Linked DNA regions of Mus musculus: all the other regions are linked to region 3. Evidence: chromatin contacts called from public ChIA-PET, Hi-C and promoter capture Hi-C data. All regions are on one chromosome and are shown on one strand. The core of a region is the stretch at or near the end of the contact, and the rest is flanking DNA. Distances in the headings are between cores, read along the strand shown. Region 1 holds the start of Coq6 (coenzyme Q6 monooxygenase). Region 2 holds the start of Rnf113a2 (ring finger protein 113A2). Region 3 holds the start of Acot6 (acyl-CoA thioesterase 6). Region 4 overlaps Papln (papilin, proteoglycan-like sulfated glycoprotein).

Evidence for each region. A called contact is a pair of places that touch in the nucleus more often than the background predicts. ChIA-PET counts read pairs in DNA pulled down with a chosen protein or histone mark. Capture Hi-C pulls out chosen DNA fragments and counts their contacts.
Region 1: a promoter capture Hi-C map of adipose tissue shows a contact between it and region 3. The contact joins the promoter of Coq6 here to the promoter of Acot6 in region 3. A contact is called at or near these places in 1 of 39 promoter capture datasets (stem cell-derived epiblast-like cells), 2 of 484 Hi-C or Micro-C datasets (CD4 T cells and bone marrow-derived macrophages), 3 of 115 datasets of contacts at active chromatin or transcription factors (embryonic stem cells and memory CD8 T cells) and 3 of 9 other capture datasets (adipose tissue, liver and macrophages).
Region 2: an RNA polymerase II ChIA-PET map of memory CD8 T cells shows a contact between it and region 3, with 9 read pairs. The contact joins the promoter of Rnf113a2 here to the promoter of Acot6 in region 3. A contact is called at or near these places in 2 of 115 datasets of contacts at active chromatin or transcription factors (embryonic stem cells and memory CD8 T cells) and 1 of 9 other capture datasets (macrophages).
Region 4: a Hi-C map of liver shows a contact between it and region 3, with 2.6 times the contacts expected there. The contact joins the enhancer-like site here to the promoter of Acot6 in region 3. A contact is called at or near these places in 4 of 39 promoter capture datasets (HPC-7-derived erythroid cells, cranial neural crest, embryonic stem cells and 1 more), 2 of 484 Hi-C or Micro-C datasets (bone marrow-derived macrophages and liver), 2 of 115 datasets of contacts at active chromatin or transcription factors (embryonic midbrain and embryonic stem cells) and 1 of 9 other capture datasets (adipose tissue).

The regions. Positions count from the first base shown.
Region 1 is chr12:84,360,087-84,364,051 of GRCm38.p6, reverse strand. It overlaps Coq6 (coenzyme Q6 monooxygenase), which reads right to left and starts at 2,084. Exons shown (of 12, transcript NM_172582.3): 1 at 1,815-2,084. The coding sequence starts at 2,001. Fam161b (family with sequence similarity 161, member B) reads left to right here and starts at 2,224. Exons shown (of 9, transcript NM_001358283.1): 1 at 2,224-2,360. The coding sequence starts at 2,307.
Region 2 is chr12:84,414,458-84,418,779 of GRCm38.p6, reverse strand. Rnf113a2 (ring finger protein 113A2) reads right to left here and starts at 1,580. Exons shown (of 1, transcript NM_025525.2): 1 at 202-1,580. The coding sequence starts at 1,444. The coding sequence ends at 431. Bbof1 (basal body orientation factor 1) reads right to left here. Exons shown (of 12, transcript NM_028377.3): 4 at 4,063-4,206.
Region 3 is chr12:84,098,459-84,102,555 of GRCm38.p6, reverse strand. It overlaps Acot6 (acyl-CoA thioesterase 6), which reads right to left and starts at 1,902. Exons shown (of 3, transcript NM_172580.1): 1 at 1,128-1,902. The coding sequence starts at 1,584.
Region 4 is chr12:83,788,287-83,792,515 of GRCm38.p6, reverse strand. It overlaps Papln (papilin, proteoglycan-like sulfated glycoprotein), which reads right to left. Exons shown (of 27, transcript NM_130887.3): 26 at 3,195-3,361; 27 at 132-684. The coding sequence ends at 509. Among named protein-coding and RNA genes, the nearest start is that of Papln, 27 kb to the right of the region's middle. Within about 2 kb of position 1,940, at least 23 of the 459 cell types and tissues checked have an H3K27ac peak or open chromatin away from gene starts, as enhancers often do. A contact at or near this core is called in liver, where this site is marked.

The sequences.
Region 1 (3,965 bases), core at 835-3,334, 260 kb before region 3:
AGAAGCCCAGGCGTAGTGGTGCACACTTGTATGGCTACCCAGGGGCTCAAGGAGGAGGAGGAGTCTCAGAATAAAACCCAAAGAATATGACAAGAATGGATTAAGAATGCAACTGTGCAATTATGCAGGGAACTGTTCCCAAACTCAAATGTCAGAGGGAAACTCAAGCCTAAAACAACAATTAGTTGTGAGTTTTAGGAAGAATTATGGAAAACAGGGGACTGAAGGGGGAAAGTCAGTAAGCGCCTTTATAACTCGGGAGTAACAGCCTGTGCTTGGGAGCCCAGCATTTGGGAGGCAGAGACAGCGGGATCAGTTAAAGGTCCACACCAGCAAAGATTACACAGCACCTTATTTTAAACAAACAAACAAACAAAAAGACTATTGGAAATACCTTAGTCACATATTTTTGTTTGTTTTGGGAGTTTTGCATTCTATGTAACCCAAGGATGGCTTTGAACTTCTGATCCTCCTGCAAAAAACACCATGCTTTTTACTACCATGATTTTAACAGTCACTCCTGAGTTTTAAAATATAATACTTTGCTAGACAGAAAAGCAAACAATAACAAAACAGAATTGTGTGTGAACGTTAGTAAAAGAGCTGCTGTCTTCCTTCCCCGTGACGCTCAGAAAAGAGCGAGAGAAGGATGCAGTACAAAGGAAAACATACACACAAACCTAACACAAGAGCGAGCCACCAAAATGTGAATGCTAAAGTTTCGAAGGGCCCAGAAACGGTGCTACATCATGCCAGCACTTGGTAAATATATTCCACACCATTGGTCATTAGGGAAATATAAACACAAGCCACTTCCTACGAACTTCAGAGGACAAAGAAAAAAGGCAGCAGATAGTGCTGTCAGGGTCAGGAGAAACCTGAGCATTCATCTACTGTCAATGATAACATAAACTGGGGCACTCTCTCAAAGTCTGGCAGGTCTTCAAAACATCAGCATTGCCACATAACCCAGAGATTTCACTAGAGAATAGCCTCGAGATGATCAACACTGTTCACACCAAAGTTTGCACACAGAATGTCCCTACTAGCATCATTCCTTTACAGGCCAAAAGTGAAAACCAAGCATACTTTCAACACAATTGAGGATGGCATCAGCTCTCAAAACAAAAGCTGTCTGATACAGACTCCAACCTGGATTAACCTTTAAAACAGAGTATATCTCCAACTACATAGAACTATCCGGAAAAGGTAAATCTATAGACAGAAAGTAGGAGAGTCTGTAGGGCTGAGAAGGTGAGCAGAAGTGTGGAGAGTGACATCTAATGAATTCCAAGTCTTTTTTTATTTTTTTGCTTTTTGGTTTTTTATAAAGTAAGGAAACGGTAATAAAACTTATTGTAGGTACTGAATAGCTCTGCAAAAATACTAAAAACTCATTGGACTGTACGCTTTAAGTGGGAGCACTTATAACTAGATGAATGTTATCTTAATAAAGCAGCTTTAAGACCAGGAGTGGGGGCGCGGGCCTTAATCCCAGCACTCAGAAGACTGAGGAAGATGATCTCTGTGATTTCGAGGTCAATCCGATCTACCATCCGATACTACAAAGCCCGATGCCTCTCGAGGTGCTCATAAACAATCCTGGACAGTTCTCAAGGGTCAGACTGACTTAGAAAGGCCCGCCCACTTGTGATCCCGCAGAACCCATGCCATTCCCGAGGACTCCCCTGGAAGGACAGTGAGCAAAGCACCAGGTCAGGCACGTTAGGTGTCTGGACAGCGTCCCGACCTCCACTGTGAGTACCGTCCCTCCACAGCCCAGATCCTCCAGCCCGCGGTCGAGATGCACCTACCTAAGGCACAAGCCATGGCAGAGCCCACTAGGCCTCCTCCTGACACCACCACGTCGTACACGGTGTCTGCCGAGGAGCCCGCCCATCGCTGGCTGGCAACTAGCGGGCCTCCTCTGGCTGCGAGCTGCGCGGAACTCCACCAGCGAACGCAGAGCAAGCCTGCCATGGAGCCAATGCGGGCCGCCATAATGACTCCTGCCTGCGCCCGCGCCCGGGACTTCTCCCTGATAGGTCCTGGAAAGTGCTTCCGGGGCAGTCGTCAACCTTGTGTGGTTTTAGCCCTGTCTTCAAAACCGGAAATAAAATAGTTGAAGAAAATTATCCAATCAGAAGACGCTCTTGCCTCATTGGGCGGAACAGACTAAAGACTGGAAGCCAATCCAAGGCTAAAGCCATGAAGGGGCGTGGCTAGCAGTACCTAACCGCCGGCGCCGCTGTCACGGTTGTCACTGCTGCTTTCACCTCTGCTTCTCTCTCTCTCTAGTTAGGAAGATGACTGTGGGGAGGACTGCGGGAGGTCCTGAGTGCGCCGAGTGGAGCCGTGAGGTGAGTGGAGAAAGGAGGAAGTCGGATGCCTCAGCAAGGAATCCTCAAGAGTGGAAACTGTTTAGCGTTGCCGTGGAGACAGAGTCAGGGGCGTGTCATCAAAGGGCGAAGAATTAAAATTGGCAGCGCTTGGGCACTTAGAGAACCAGTCTTGGGGGACGTGGGTCTTTTGTGTCTTGTACCAGGCTCTGATATCAGGAATCGTACTAATAACAAACCACGAATTAACCTTGAAAATCTTAAAAGCGATCTCTATCTTAATATGATTATCCAGAAAAGGCAAATCTAGGGGGCGCGTCATTGCATGGGGCTGAGGTGAGGAGAAACAGGGAGAGACTTCTAAAAGGGCTGAGGAGGTGAGGAGAGACTTCTAAAAGCTTCCAAGGTTTTTGTTGTCGTTTTAGAGTAAGGAAAACGCACCGAAACGCAGCTCTTCAAATATATTAAAATTCATTAAACTGAATGTGTTTAATGTGTTGTATCCTCTCAAACCCATTTTCTAGAAAAGAAAAGAGATGGGTTAAGCAATTTGCCCCGAAATCTCTGAAAACAGAAAGTAGGCTGGTAGTTGCCTAGGGCTGACAGGTTGAGAGGAAGATGTGGGAGGGTTAAGGGATATAAGTGACAATTAAATGCTACACTGGTGCTTCAGAGCAGAGATTCTCAATCTGTTTCACCTAAGATCATCCTGCATATCAGATATTTACCTTACAATTCATAACAGTAGCAAAATTACAGTATTAACAATGAAAATGACTATGGTTGGGGCTCACCACCACATGAAACACTGTATTAAAGGGTCGATGCATTAGAACAGTTGAGGACACTGCTTTAGAGGAATGGTGAAAATGGTCTGACTTCTACTGTGATTGCTAGATGACCCTGGCTGTTTTAGAAACTGGAGGAGAGTACGCTTTGAATGGCTCACTTGTACACTATGGACATTGTGTTTCAATAAAGTTGTTTTTAAAACGAAAGAGCCAGCATTATGGCTCAAACTTGTAATCCCAACAACTCAAATTACTAAAGCAGAAGGATAAGGAGTTCAAGGTCGCCCTTTGACCCTGTCACAACAGAGAGAGAGGGGCAGGGGAAGGAGAGAGTTTTGCTCTAGATCACATGTTCTTCAGCAGCAGAGCTAGGGTTAGAGCACACACTTATCTCTAACTCAGATGGACTGCTCCAATTGCCACTAATCATCAATAGTCCACTGGTGGCCTTGTACCTACCACTCTAAGGACATCTCAGGCCACTGTCCTCCAGCCACACCACCTTCCCTCTATCACTACAAGACTCAACTGAGACAATAAAAATCACCCTAACACTCAAAGTCAGACACCCCCAACCTCAGTGGTTCAGATTGCTCTCCACACTATAATGATGGACAAGCATGCGCTCAGTAGAAACAATACTCCATACTTTTTTTTTGTTTTTTCGAGACAGGGTTTCTCTGTTTAGCCCTGACTGTCCTGGAACTCCCTCTGTAGACCAGGCTGGCCTCGAACTCAGAAATCCGCCTACCTCTGCCTCCCAAGTTCTGGGATTAAAGGCATGCGCCACCACTGCCTGGCTAATACTCCATACTTTTATTTTTCTATTTTTATG
Region 2 (4,322 bases), core at 331-2,830, 320 kb before region 3:
AAGTATATGGGGCCCTCATATCTGCCTCATTTCTTCTACATTTCAGATTCCACAAATCTGCCCTATTTTTTTCCAGTAAGGCACTAACTTTTCCCTTGAATTGTAAGTGTTCCTCAGCAGCCCTCTTTAAATAGTCTGAAATCTACCTCTCTAATAGGTGGCGGCATTGTTCTTTAAAAAAGAAAGATCACACCAGGGTACTAGAGTATGAGCTAGTTCTTTATTTAGATTCAGAAAATATAGCTATAAACAGGAGAGTTCTTTAAGTTAACTGTATTGATTCCATCTCCAGCATGTCATATAAAACAAAACTTGGATATTCTTCCTAGAAAACTTAGTATTTCTTCAACTGTGATTGCTTTGGTTTGAGATGACCAAAACAAAAAGTACTTTGAGATTTGACAATTATGGGACATCTAAGTAATGGCAATTAGATCCCATCGGCGTCTTCTGGGGTGCTGGAAGCACCACCCTCTGCTTTTCGATACTTCTCCAGTTTAGCAATCAGTTCTTTCGCAGGATTGAAAACCCCATGGGTCTGTTGCTCACAAACATAGCATCGTGGAGTGGTTCGGAAATGCTGCAGTGCACAGGTCTCACAGAAATAATGTTTACACTTGGTGACAACCGGATTCTGGAAGGTTTGGCGACAGATGAAACATTTGAATGGTATCTCCTCATCATCACTTTCTACTTCATAGTTTTCGTCTTCATACACACCGTAGCGGCCCTCATCGAGTTCACGTTCTATCTGCCATCCGTGCTTGTAATCTGAACGGTCATGGAGGAATTTGCAGCTGTCTCCAAAGCCACAGAAGCCAGTCTCCTTGTAGTCCTTACAAATATCAGGCTGGTAATCCCAGCGCACAGTAGCGCGTAGATGTTCAGGGGCTCGGATGGGGCCCTTTCTTACCATGCCAGAGGAGGCATTGCCCATGGATGTATCCTTGGGCTTCATGTATTTCTGGTAATTATTAATTCCACGATAGATTTTGTCATCCTCCTTGCCTCTCAGCTCCTCCTGGATTTTCTGACTGCGCTCAAAAATGGCCTGTGCGTCTCGTTCTTTCTCAGTGTCCAACTCGTAAACTGCTGTGGCCCCCATATCCTCGGGCCCCACCGGTTTCGCCGAGCGCGTGGACTTGTAGACGACGCCTAGACTCTCATTCCCCGCCTTCTCCTCCTCTTCGCTGCTCAGATCACAGTAGGCCCCTTTCTGTTTACCGCTGCCACTCGTCTTCTGGATCATCGGATTGTGGGCCGCCCGCTTCTTCTCCGGTCGCACAACCGAGCATCCTTCGTCGCTACTGCTTCCGCTTTCCCCAGACTCCGGGTCGCACGCCGGCCGCTTCCGACGGCCAGCACTTCCTTTCCGCCCGGGCTTTTTGAAGAGGAAGGTGCACACCTGATCCTCCGACTTTCCCTGAGAAACTTGTTCTGCCATCTTCGACTCCGGAGCGCCGAAACGGCTGGCAGTAGCTGCGGCGTGAAGGGTGGCGCGGGCTGCTGCGTCACTGCTAAGCAGCGCGGCTACGTCACTGCGGAGCTGCGAGGTGTCAGCCGCGGAGCCCGAGACCGTCACGGCGCATGCGCATGCGCCAGCTAGCCCGCTAAAGGTTTTTTTTTTTTTTTTTTTTTTTTTTTTTTTTAAAGATGAACCTAGATCTCCAATCAAGTATTGCTGTGATTCTTGAATTGCAACGAATACAAAACTCCCGCCTCAAATAATTTAGTCTATTAGGGAGAAGGTAAATCAGGATGTGTTCTGTACCAAATCCCATGGAAAGGTACAAGGAGTCATTAAACAGAACTCTGGGGAAAGACCACGAGGAGAAAGTGCATTAAATGATGTAAGCCTTTAAATGCTAGGAGAAAATTTAATAGATAAAGATCTATCCGCTATTTATTGATAATAAAAGAGATATTCTGAACAAAACAAAAACAACAAAAAACCAAAGGCTGGGAGTGTAGCTTAGTGGTAGATTGATTTCTTAAGCATACCCAAAGGCTCTGGGCTCAAGCACCAAAACAGAAAATAAAGAAGACTTCAAAGTTACATGAATATCCAATTTGGGTAAACTAAAGGGTTAAAAGGCCGTGTATTGGTGTAAGTGTAGTGTTATAAAAGATTATAACTCGATATGGGTAAATTTAACTTACACACTAAACTGTCTAAACAATATGCTGTTTACAGCTGAGAAACATAGAAGATTCTTGAGGGAAGTGAACAGAACATTTTAATTCCAGTGCTTGGGAGGCAGAGGCAAGAGAATCAGGAGCTCAGAGCTAGCCTGGGCTACAGGAGACCCTCCTCAAAATAAAATTAGGATGGGGGCTTGGAGAGATGATTCAGCAATTAAGAGCGTGTATAGGTCTTGCAGAAGACCAGAGTTCAGTTTCCAGTCCCCACATCAGTCAGCTAACAACTGCTTATAGCTCCGGCTCCAGAGGATCCAGTCTCCAGAGGATTCTGGCCTCTGCCTGTACATGAACACACATGTATACCCCACCCCCCAACACCCATGCACATAATTAAAGATAAAATCTTTGAGACAAAAAGAATAAAAACCAAATAAAGATGGGGAGGCTTGTGTCTGTAATCTCAGCACTGTGAGGCTAAGACAGAAGTGGTGTTTCAATTATGAGGCCAGACTGGGCATACGAAAAGAACGCAGCCAGCTGTTATAACAGGAGGGAGTTTCAAGCAACCAAAATGCATAAATATTCCTATTGCAGCTGTGTATACTTAGGGGTATAAGGGTGTGTGGTTTTAAAGTATGCTTGCAATTCTTTGACACTATCTTCAAATGACAGAACCTAATTTCCACCCTTAGAATGTGGACCAGATTTAGAGACTTGGTTCCAAATAATAGTCTATGGGAGAAATGTTGCGGTGCCACTTGCAAGGATAGGGATACAGGTCAGGATAGAATGCGTTCATAGCACACACGAGGGCCCGGGAACGAAAACACACACACACACACACACACACACACTCTCTCTCTCTCTCTCTCTCTCTCTCTCTCTCTCACACACACACACACACACACTCTCTCTCTTTCTCTCTCTCTCTCTCCCTCTCCCTCTCCCTCTTCCTCTCATACTCTCTCTCTCTCTCTCTCTCTCTCTCTCTCTCACACACACACACACACACACACACACACACACACAGAGGATAGCTTCTGCCCAGCTCTTGAATTCTTGAAGTTTTCACTCTCAGCGTCATCTGACATATAACAGGAACACTCAAGCAAGTTCCTGAGGGGCCCAGGGGAACAGTGCTGAGGCCTGCCACCCATCACTAGCAACACCTGCTCAGCCATATGACACAGGCATAAGCTTTAATTGGGCATTCAGATGACTCTGAATGCAGCTATACCATGGAAATCAGCAAATAGTATGAAACAGGCCTTTCAGGAAAATTCATGGATCCCTCTCTATACAGGCTTCTAGGTTTTTTTTTCCCTCAAATTGTCCCTCTTCATCCCAAACACACTGTCCAGTAGAATTCTTCTACCTACCCACTGATAGTTCCTAAGAACTGGGGGGGGGGGGCTTCAATTCAAATCAAAGGTTCATCTTCTGACTAACATGGAGAGGTGTGTTGGCTAAGACTGACAAGCACACAAAGAAATTAATGCCTAGGAAAAGATCATTATCAGGCAGGTGAACTGAATCAACAGATAAAGGTGTTTGCCACCAAGCCTGACCACCTAAGTTTGATCTCTGGAACACAGCAGAAGGAAAGAACTGACTCTACAAGATGGCCTTCTCTGACCTACACATGGATGTACCCCACAAACACATTTAGAAAATAGATATGTGGATAAACAGAAAACAGAAAACGAGGGCCGGACATGGTGTCCCAGGCCTTTAATCCCAGCATTCGGTGGTTTAACCTTCAGTAAATGTAGTTCCAGGGGATCCAGCATCCTTGTCTGGCTTCCTCCAGCACCAGAAATGCAAGTGTACTTACATACATGCAAGCAAAACATGCGCACATATAAAATAAAAATAAATCTTTTTTTTTAAAAGAGGAGAAATGAAGAAACAGAAACTTACATCATCTAATTCTTTCTCCACTTGTATTTTTCTCTTCTGGAATTGTTTTATTGTCTTTAGCTCTGTCTGAATCATGCCGATTTCCTTGGCTTTTTGATGAAACTGTCCCTCCAACTCACTCACTTGCAGAGCATACTTTTGTTCCTGTATTCAAAAAAACAAGAAAGTTAATGAGTTAGAAAAAAACAAGTGTTCTTTACAGCCATGCTTTATTTAAGGCCTGAGCCATTTGTACAACTTCTTAAAAGAACTGCCCTTCT
Region 3 (4,097 bases), core at 653-3,152:
GTGGCAAGTGCTTGTGCTTGAATGTCCTGGTGTGTGTGTGTGTGTGTGTGTGTGTGTGTGTGTGTGTGTGTGTGTGTGTGTCTGTATAAAGGCCAAAGGTCAATACTGGATGTCTTCCTCAACAGTTCTTCATGTTATTTTTGAAAACTGGAGCTCACTGGCAGGCTGAACTGGCGGTTAACAAAGCCCGGGAATCCTGTTTGGGCTTCGAGGCCTCACAGCATTTTACAGGCATTGCCTCTGGTGCCCAGCTTTTTACCTGGGTATTGGGGACTTGAACTCAGTCAGATCTTCATGGTTGCCAAGCAAGCAATTTACCGACTGAGCTGTCTCCCAGCACAATGTATCCATTTGGAACAGAATCATTTTGATCTGGGGCTGTTCAGTATTTGGTGGGAAGGGTAGAAAGTTAGCAGGATCGCTGGCCTATACTAGCTAAATGGAAACAGCACCCCCTCCCCCAATACACACCTTCCACCGCCACCAAAACGTTTCTCTATGTAGTCCTGGCAGTCCTGTTACTTGCTCTGTAGACCAGGCTGGCCTTGAACTCAGAGATCAGCCTACTGTCTCCCCAGTACTAAAGGTGTATGTCACCACCGCTGGGCTCCAGTCTTCATTTTTGACAAGCACAAAACTCTGCAGATATTGCCAAATGTCCTCATGAAGGGGCAAGGATAACTCTAGGTTGAAAACCACCACCAGCATGTTTATGGTAGGGAAAGGTTTTGTAGTAAACATTTTTGTGCGCTTTAATGGTTAGGGAACATTGTCTTCATTTGTGGGTTAAAGGCTCTTTGAAAGTTTGATGTGAAAGGAGGCAAAAGTCACTCTTACTACAGGCATAAGTTATCAGTACTCCCTCCCTCGTGTGGCTGGCATTTAGTGGATTTCAAGTTGCACTCCCTCTTCAGCATATAGTTGAGGAATTCATGGTGTCTTAAAGGGAAGGAAACTTGGTAGAAAATTTACTCTTAAAGAAGATTGAGAGAATTTGGAGAGTGGGGACAAGGTTACTAAAGTTACAGTTATGTGACAGACCCTACATGGAGTCTATTCAGGACCAAAAAATAGACTAGGCTGTGAGCTTAGGAACCGGGTGGGTAGGTGGGTGGAGAGCTGCTCACCTGGGGGCAGGAAGAGCGTGGCGCGCACCCGGCCCTCGCGCACGGGCACGCGCCGCACCCCGGGAGCCATGAAGTGACGCTCGTGCACCGCCCGCGCCAGCCGCTGCCCGCCATCCGGCTCGTGTCCGTCCAGCACCTCCAGCTCCACCACGAAGGGTATCTGCACATCGCGCTTGATCAGGCGCCAGAAAGGCCGATCGGGCTCCATGGCCCAGAGCAGCCCCATGGGCTCGAGCCCCGAGAAGCTGCCGCCCAGCGCGGGCGTGCGCGCCAGGTCCAGCTCGCCGTGGGAGTCCGCGCGGTAGCGCGCGTGGGCTCGGAAGAGCATGCCCTTCTCGTCGCGCAGGACAGAGCGCAGCGTGACGGGCTGCTCGGGGGCCAGGCCGCGCACGGCGATGCTCAGCGGTTCGTCCCAGCAGCTGCGGCCCGCGGGCTCCACGCTCAGTGTCGCCGCCATTAGGAGCTGGAGGCCTCGGGGAGCGCCACGCGAGTCCGGAGCGGAGCCTGGCCTGCTGTGGAGCCGACCTGGTGCGTCTCTGGGAGTTCCCGACCCCTGGCTCCCGTGCCTCAGACAAGACAGGAACAGAAAACCGGCTGACTCTATACAGGAAAGATGTGTGAAGTCAAAGTAGCAGCGGAGCTCTGCCAGGACAGAGGATTCTGCTCACGTGGTGTTGAGGATAGGCGGTGACACTAGATGAATAAGATCGAGGCAAAGTCTGGCCCTTTGCGTGGATTCAGTAGTAGCTTTCTATAAAAACAAACAACTTTAAAATACTGTATTACTTTTATTTTAGGCCTTTTTTTTTTTCTACTTTAGGGAAATATGAAAGGCTAGATACTTTATAAAGAACAGAGATTTATGTCTTACAGTTTTGAAGTCCGGGAAGTCTACGTTGGAGGGGCCCATATTCAATCTCCTGTCATACAGTAGTGGAAAGCTAACAGCACTCAAATTGGGTGTAATGACTCAGACACAGGAGGATCATTGTGTTAGGCTGACACTCCCCGTCCCCCATCCCCCCCACCCCCCTGCAGAATAGTTGTAGCCATTCTGTTCTATGCCTGCCAGCTATTTCATATTATTGCTGTAACATGCCTGCCAGTCACTGACACAGAGAAGTGACTTGGCTCAAGGACATGTGACCACATACCCTGTTTTGTTCTGTATTTTCTGAATGAGATTTGCTACTCTTAAGAAATTACATGGGGCTGGAGAGATGGCTCAGTGGTTAAGAACTGACTGTTCTTCCAGAGGTCCTGAGTTCAATTCCCAGCAACCACATGGTGGCTCACAACCATCTCTAATGAGATTCAAGGCCCTCTTCTGGTGTGTCTGAGGATAGTGACAGTGAACTCACATACATAAAATAAATAAATAAATAAATATTTTTTTAAAAAAAAGAAATTTCAGAAAGCTTTATGTAGGACCCATTAAATCAAAGGTCAATATGAACTGTTATGTTTAAAATAACCACCAGGTAGCCCTTCCTGCGCCTATGAAATGAGGTCACTCTGGTTTTCATAACTGACACTGAAGAATGCTACTAATAAGCCCCAAAGTTGTGACTATAATACGCATGCTGTTATCTCAGTACTCTGAAATTCCCCTGTTCACCACCCATCCACCACCTACCCTACCTTACTCAGCACCAATCAGCTTAAAGGTTAGCTGATAATACTTTGTCTAGTAAACCAACTGCTCCCCTCCTTGCCCTTTGAACTTTTGAACCTGGTTTTTCCTATAAAAAGTCTACTGTGAGAGCAGACTGGACTGCAGTTAAGTTCCCAACAAGTCCCTTTTGCAGTACTGGATGCCCAGTATTAAGGTGTGCGTTCAATAAGCTACTCTTGCTTAACTGAGGTCACTGTTAGTTTGGTTTGAGTGGCAATTCCTGAACCCCAATAATTGTAATTCAAAGCAAGCCTGGGTTGCATAGCAAGATCCTGTTTTAAACAAACACACACAGATGGAACAAAGCACACAAGAAAAAAGGCCACACTCATCCTTCAAAGAGAGAACTAGAGATGACCCACCCCTGCTGTAACTCACTCCATTCACCAACATGGAGTTAAAGTTTCTACCTAGTCTTACAGGGGCAGTGGATATGGAGTTTCTATCACCCGATGCCGGGTGATAGTGGTGCATGCCTTTAATTTCAATACTCGGGAGGCAGTGGCAGCTGGAGCTCTGAAGCAGCTGGGTCTCTGAGTTCGAGGCCAGCCTGGTCTAGAGTGAGTTCCAGGACAGCCAGAGCTACACAGAGAAACCCTGTCCTAGAAGAAAAAACTGTCTTTTCTGGCATACAAGCTTTGAGAGACACTTTGAAACATAGGAAACACACATATGAAAAGAATAGGTTGAATGTGTCAAGTGAATTGATACACAGAGACACACAGGCAAACCACCTAAGCACAAGATCTGGAAAAGAAACTCTCAACACCAGACCCTGGGAGCCACTCTTCCGCTCCAGGCATTCTTTCCCAAAGATAATTGTTTTAATCAGGTTTGCATTACTGCAAGGAGATATCCCAGGGCATTAATTTATGGGGAGAAAATGTTTAACTAAAGTTTCTGTAATCCAGTCCAAGATCTGGGGCCTCCACCGACGGAAGCCTCTTGTGGGAGTAATGTGGTCAGCAAGGTGAGGTCCACCGACATACACATCACATCACGCTTTAGAAAGACAGACATTAGGATTCTACAACTCCATTCACGGGCGCACTCCAAGTGGCCTAAAGAAGTCACTACCTCCCTCCCCTCCTCCTTGTTTTTCTTTTTCATGAGACAGGGTCTCTTTGTGTAGCCCTGGCTGTTCTGGAACTCAACTCTGTAGACCAGGCTGACCCTGAACTCAGAGATCCACCTGCCTCTGCCTTCCAAACGCTGGGATTAAAAATGTGCGCCACCACCACCCAGCTTCAACTGGGAATTTTTAAAGTTTTCTTTTCATCCCATTGTAAAGCCTC
Region 4 (4,229 bases), core at 691-3,190, 310 kb after region 3:
GAGCAGTTACCGTCCCCCTGCCATCACAGACACCCCACCCAGCTGGCTCTGCAGTGCGCTAAGTGGATTCTCTGTACAAATTGAGCACCTCTCACCCAAAATCAAACGTGCTTCGAAACCCGGACAGTTTTGAAAGCTGACATGGCGATTGGGTCTTTGAAGCTTCGGAGCATTTCAGAACTTTAGGTTAGGGACGTTCAATTAGTAAAGTCTACAAATACTTAATAGCTTAAAACACTTTGGTCCAAAGCATTTCAGATAAAAGGTCCTCGGTGCAGTAGATACTATAGAGGGGAGGTGTAAAGGGTTCCTCTTCTTCACAGCAGCCTGTGGTCATATCAGACAGACCCTGCTGAGCACTACAAGGGAAGCCGGCACTGGCAGCTGCTGGGGCTCAACCCTGGATTTCTGAGAGGGGCAGGATCTGAAAGACGACTCCCTCTGCAAGCCATGTCTTACCATCCCTTCTCCCCAGCAAACTATCCAGACCTGGCGCCACAGCCAGCCTTCATCCCTGCTGCCACACAGGCTGGGCATTTGGCTGGAAGCGGGAGCAGCTGGCACAGCAGAAGCTGGAGTAATATTCATTGCCACAGAGCTGGGCCTGCAGGATCAACGCACAGTTGGCCAGCTCCGGCTGGTCGATGCAGTCCTTGCCTAGGTCCCTGGACTGTGCGGCTGGCGCTGCAGGACAAGGAGAGAAAGGGCTGAGGCAGCTCTCGCTGCAGCCTCTCACAGGCCCTCCTGTGACCCTTATCTGCGGCCTATGCCCAGTGCACAGCCTTTTCCAGGCTTTCCTATTTCTGGCTAGACCATCGACGGCTCCACATTTAACTTCCTGCCCTACTGTCTGGAACTGCAAAGCCAATGACAGCTATATGGGCCCAGATTGGCAGGAAAGATCAGTAGGGTCAGTCCTAGGGAAACCGGAAGTCAGTAAGCCATTGCCATCTTCCTATTGCTACTGGGTTCCACCAACCTCCCAGCTTGCATCTGTCTCCTATATCCCCATCTTTCCTGGTTTCCACCCGAGAACGTGATGAATCTTCAAAGTTCTAAGACTACACGGAGGCCCAAGCCCGCGTGCCACCCTCAATATCCTACGAGTGTCTGGTGATTGTTAAGAATTTGATTCCACTCTCTCATCCTACAATTACCCCCCTTCTCTCTGCAGGCTCTTGCAGCACTGTCCCTACCACCAGGCACACAGCAAAAACCTGAGTGCTGTCTGCTGCCCTGGCCCCACAGCCGTGTCCTCCCCTCAGAAAATGAGGCAGACAGAATGGTTAGCAGACAGCCTTTGTCCCCACAATATATCCTATTCACTTAACCCTTGGGCAGAACAAGCCAGGGTGAGAAAAGCCTAAGCCAACTAACTCCAGTGCTCCCAGTCATGAGACACTCACTATGTGACTCCAAACCAACGAGTTAGAACAGATCTGCAGCCTGGTCAGTGAAAGGAATACAGACAGGCTGGGGGGGGACAGCCGGGCTTCTGGAGAGATGCCTCCAGAATATGGAACATATTCTTAGCCACATGCAGCAGAGAGCAAAAGAGGCCTGTGGCCGTGGGTGGTGTCTGGGAGATCAGCTTGGCAGCCACACATCACCAAAAGCCTAAAAGCCTACTAGCCACCATTGTCAAACAAGCTTCCCTCACTGTAGACACATCTACGGCTGATCACAAATGTAAACATCCAGGTCCCCTTGAGGAGTTTGGTAGTGTGGTAGGTTTTGTCTTAAGTCAGGATAATGTTCTAGAATTCATAGGCATGTGTCACCATGTATCACCATGCTCAGATCCTCAGTCTCCTAAGGTCTCTTCTCTTCACCACAGTAAATCTGCATTCTGGGTTTTCCTGGTCTTATTAGTTTGATCAGTGTATAGATGAGTAGGATTTTCTAGAAACATCAAAGGTAGAAGTCCTGCCATATGGGACTTTGACCAGAGTGTGGTCACACAGGCACACACAGTCACAGCCGTGTGAGTCTCCATATTGCAGAGCACTTGTCTGGGCCCTAGGGTCCCAGGGAGCTCACAGAGGGAAACCTGAGTGTCAGTCTCACAAAGCAACACTGTAGCAGACACCTTCAACCCCTGGCCAGTTCTCACCCGCAGTCTGGCATCCAGGAGGACAGCCAGGCCTGCCCCGGTGGCACGGCAATGTTCAAGCACACCAGGCAGTTGGTACCATTACCGCCAAGCCAAGAACCCTTTCTCTGGCATCTTCGGGATGCACCTCAGGTTATGAGAACTGGCTGTTTGACTGGAGGCTCTGAGCTGTTTGATGTTCCATCTCCCTGAAACACTAAGACCTGTGGAGAGCACTGTGAGGGGCCCCTCCTGCCCTGTCACTTAAACACAGAGCCCCTGCAAGTTTGAACATCAAACAGTCCTGCTTCACGAGTTCTGAGATGGAGCTTAAGAGAACAGGCACAGTAGCACCTTGGAAGCAGAGGCAGGGAGATTAAAGGTGAGACCAGCGTTGGCTACATAACAAGTTCAAGGTCAGCCTGGGCTACATAAGTTAAGTAAAATCAGGAGTCAAAAAGCCTGGGCTTGAGTCCCAGCTGGCCACAAATCTGCTGTGTGAACAAGTGGGAACACCCTGCAGCTCTCTGGCTGCCTGTCTCGTGGAAAAAGGATGAGGGTGACTGTATCCTATTACATGCCTAGATGATCAAAAACACACGTTTCCATCCTACAGCCATTTTTTATATAAATTTTTAATCTTTATCTTTAAATTACAAACTGTACGTGATTTGGAAAGGAGACTGTGCCAACAATGATCAAAGAATCTGTCCTCTGCCTTTTCTATTTATTTGTTCTCCGTGTTTGTCACGGTGCTGGGCTAGAGCCTAAGGCCTTAGGCAAGAGCTCTGCACTGAGCCACAGCCCAGACCCACAGGGCCTTCTGCCACCCTGATTAGAATTTGGACTTTAGCAGCCAACCACCATGAACATTATGTTAGGGATAAAGCTGAATGACAGAACTCTGACCACTTTGCTACATCTTCACCATGGCCTTAGATGGTGGGCTAGCCCCAGTAAAGCAGGGCTCTGGGGCCATAAGAAACACCCACCCCTGTTACAGTGCCAGTAACCAGAACGTGAGCACAGATGAGAACGTGCCCGTGGCCCTTGGTGCTCAGCTGCCTTCAGGACAGCAAAGCCCATGACGAGCCTTTCTCACCTGGGAGGGCCACCTTCACCTCGGTGCTGCGACTCACAGCCTGGCTCCCACGGAAGGCACTGCATGTGTAAGAGCCCTCGTCCCTGGGCCGCAAGTTGTGGATCAACAGTGTGCCATCTGGGGACTGGTGCACACGGTGACCGTCGGCCTGTATTGGCAGGCCATTCCTGGAGGGGAGAGAACATCGGGAGAGATACGCCCTGAGAGGCCTGGAAGAGGAGAAAGACATTAGCCAAGGCTATTCCAGAGCTAACCTTCTCTCCCCATGAGGGTGGGTAGATGACACCTCAGGGAAGAGGGGACAGGTGCACTCAATTGGTAGGAGGACATTAAAAGCCAGTGGCACAACTCAGCTCACTCATTACAATTTGCCCTGAATCCACAAAGGAGCCCACTCCAGCTGGTCACTGACAAATGCCAGGCCCCAGGGTCAGGGGAAGGGTACATGTGCCTTCATGGCACAGGAGAGGTTGCCAGTGTCCAGAGAGCCTCCCACAAGAAAGAGGCAGCTGACGTGAGGAGAGGAGACCGCAGCAGGGCTGGCCAGTGGAAGAGGACTGTGGGGATTTGGGAACTTGAGGACAAGCTGTCACTGTCAAAGCAAGAAGGCAGAGGGAGCCAGTCAGGACTCTTGAGTTCCTAGCAAATGTTTAAGCAGGCAATGGGAGTGGCTGGGGGCTTGAGGGGAGCAGGGTCTGGGTGGGGTGCCCTGGAATAAGGGCAAGCAGTGAGCAGGTGCTGCTTCGTGCACACAGAGAAGATGACAGGACACTGAAGTATACAGACAGTGAAGGTCAGATGTAGGAGGTGGAGACAGAAAACCAGACGGCTTGGTCACTGGGCGATGGTGGTTCTAGGACCTACCTCCTCTCCCCAAGAGGGCAAACGGATGACTAGGTCTCAGCTCGCTGATGCCCGCCACTCACTCACTCACATCACTCACTGATGAGTAGAAAGGAGTGAACAGTGAGGTGATGCTTTGAGTCTGAGATAGCTGTGAGATGTTAAGTCTGAGATCTGGAGCCGCAAAGTCCG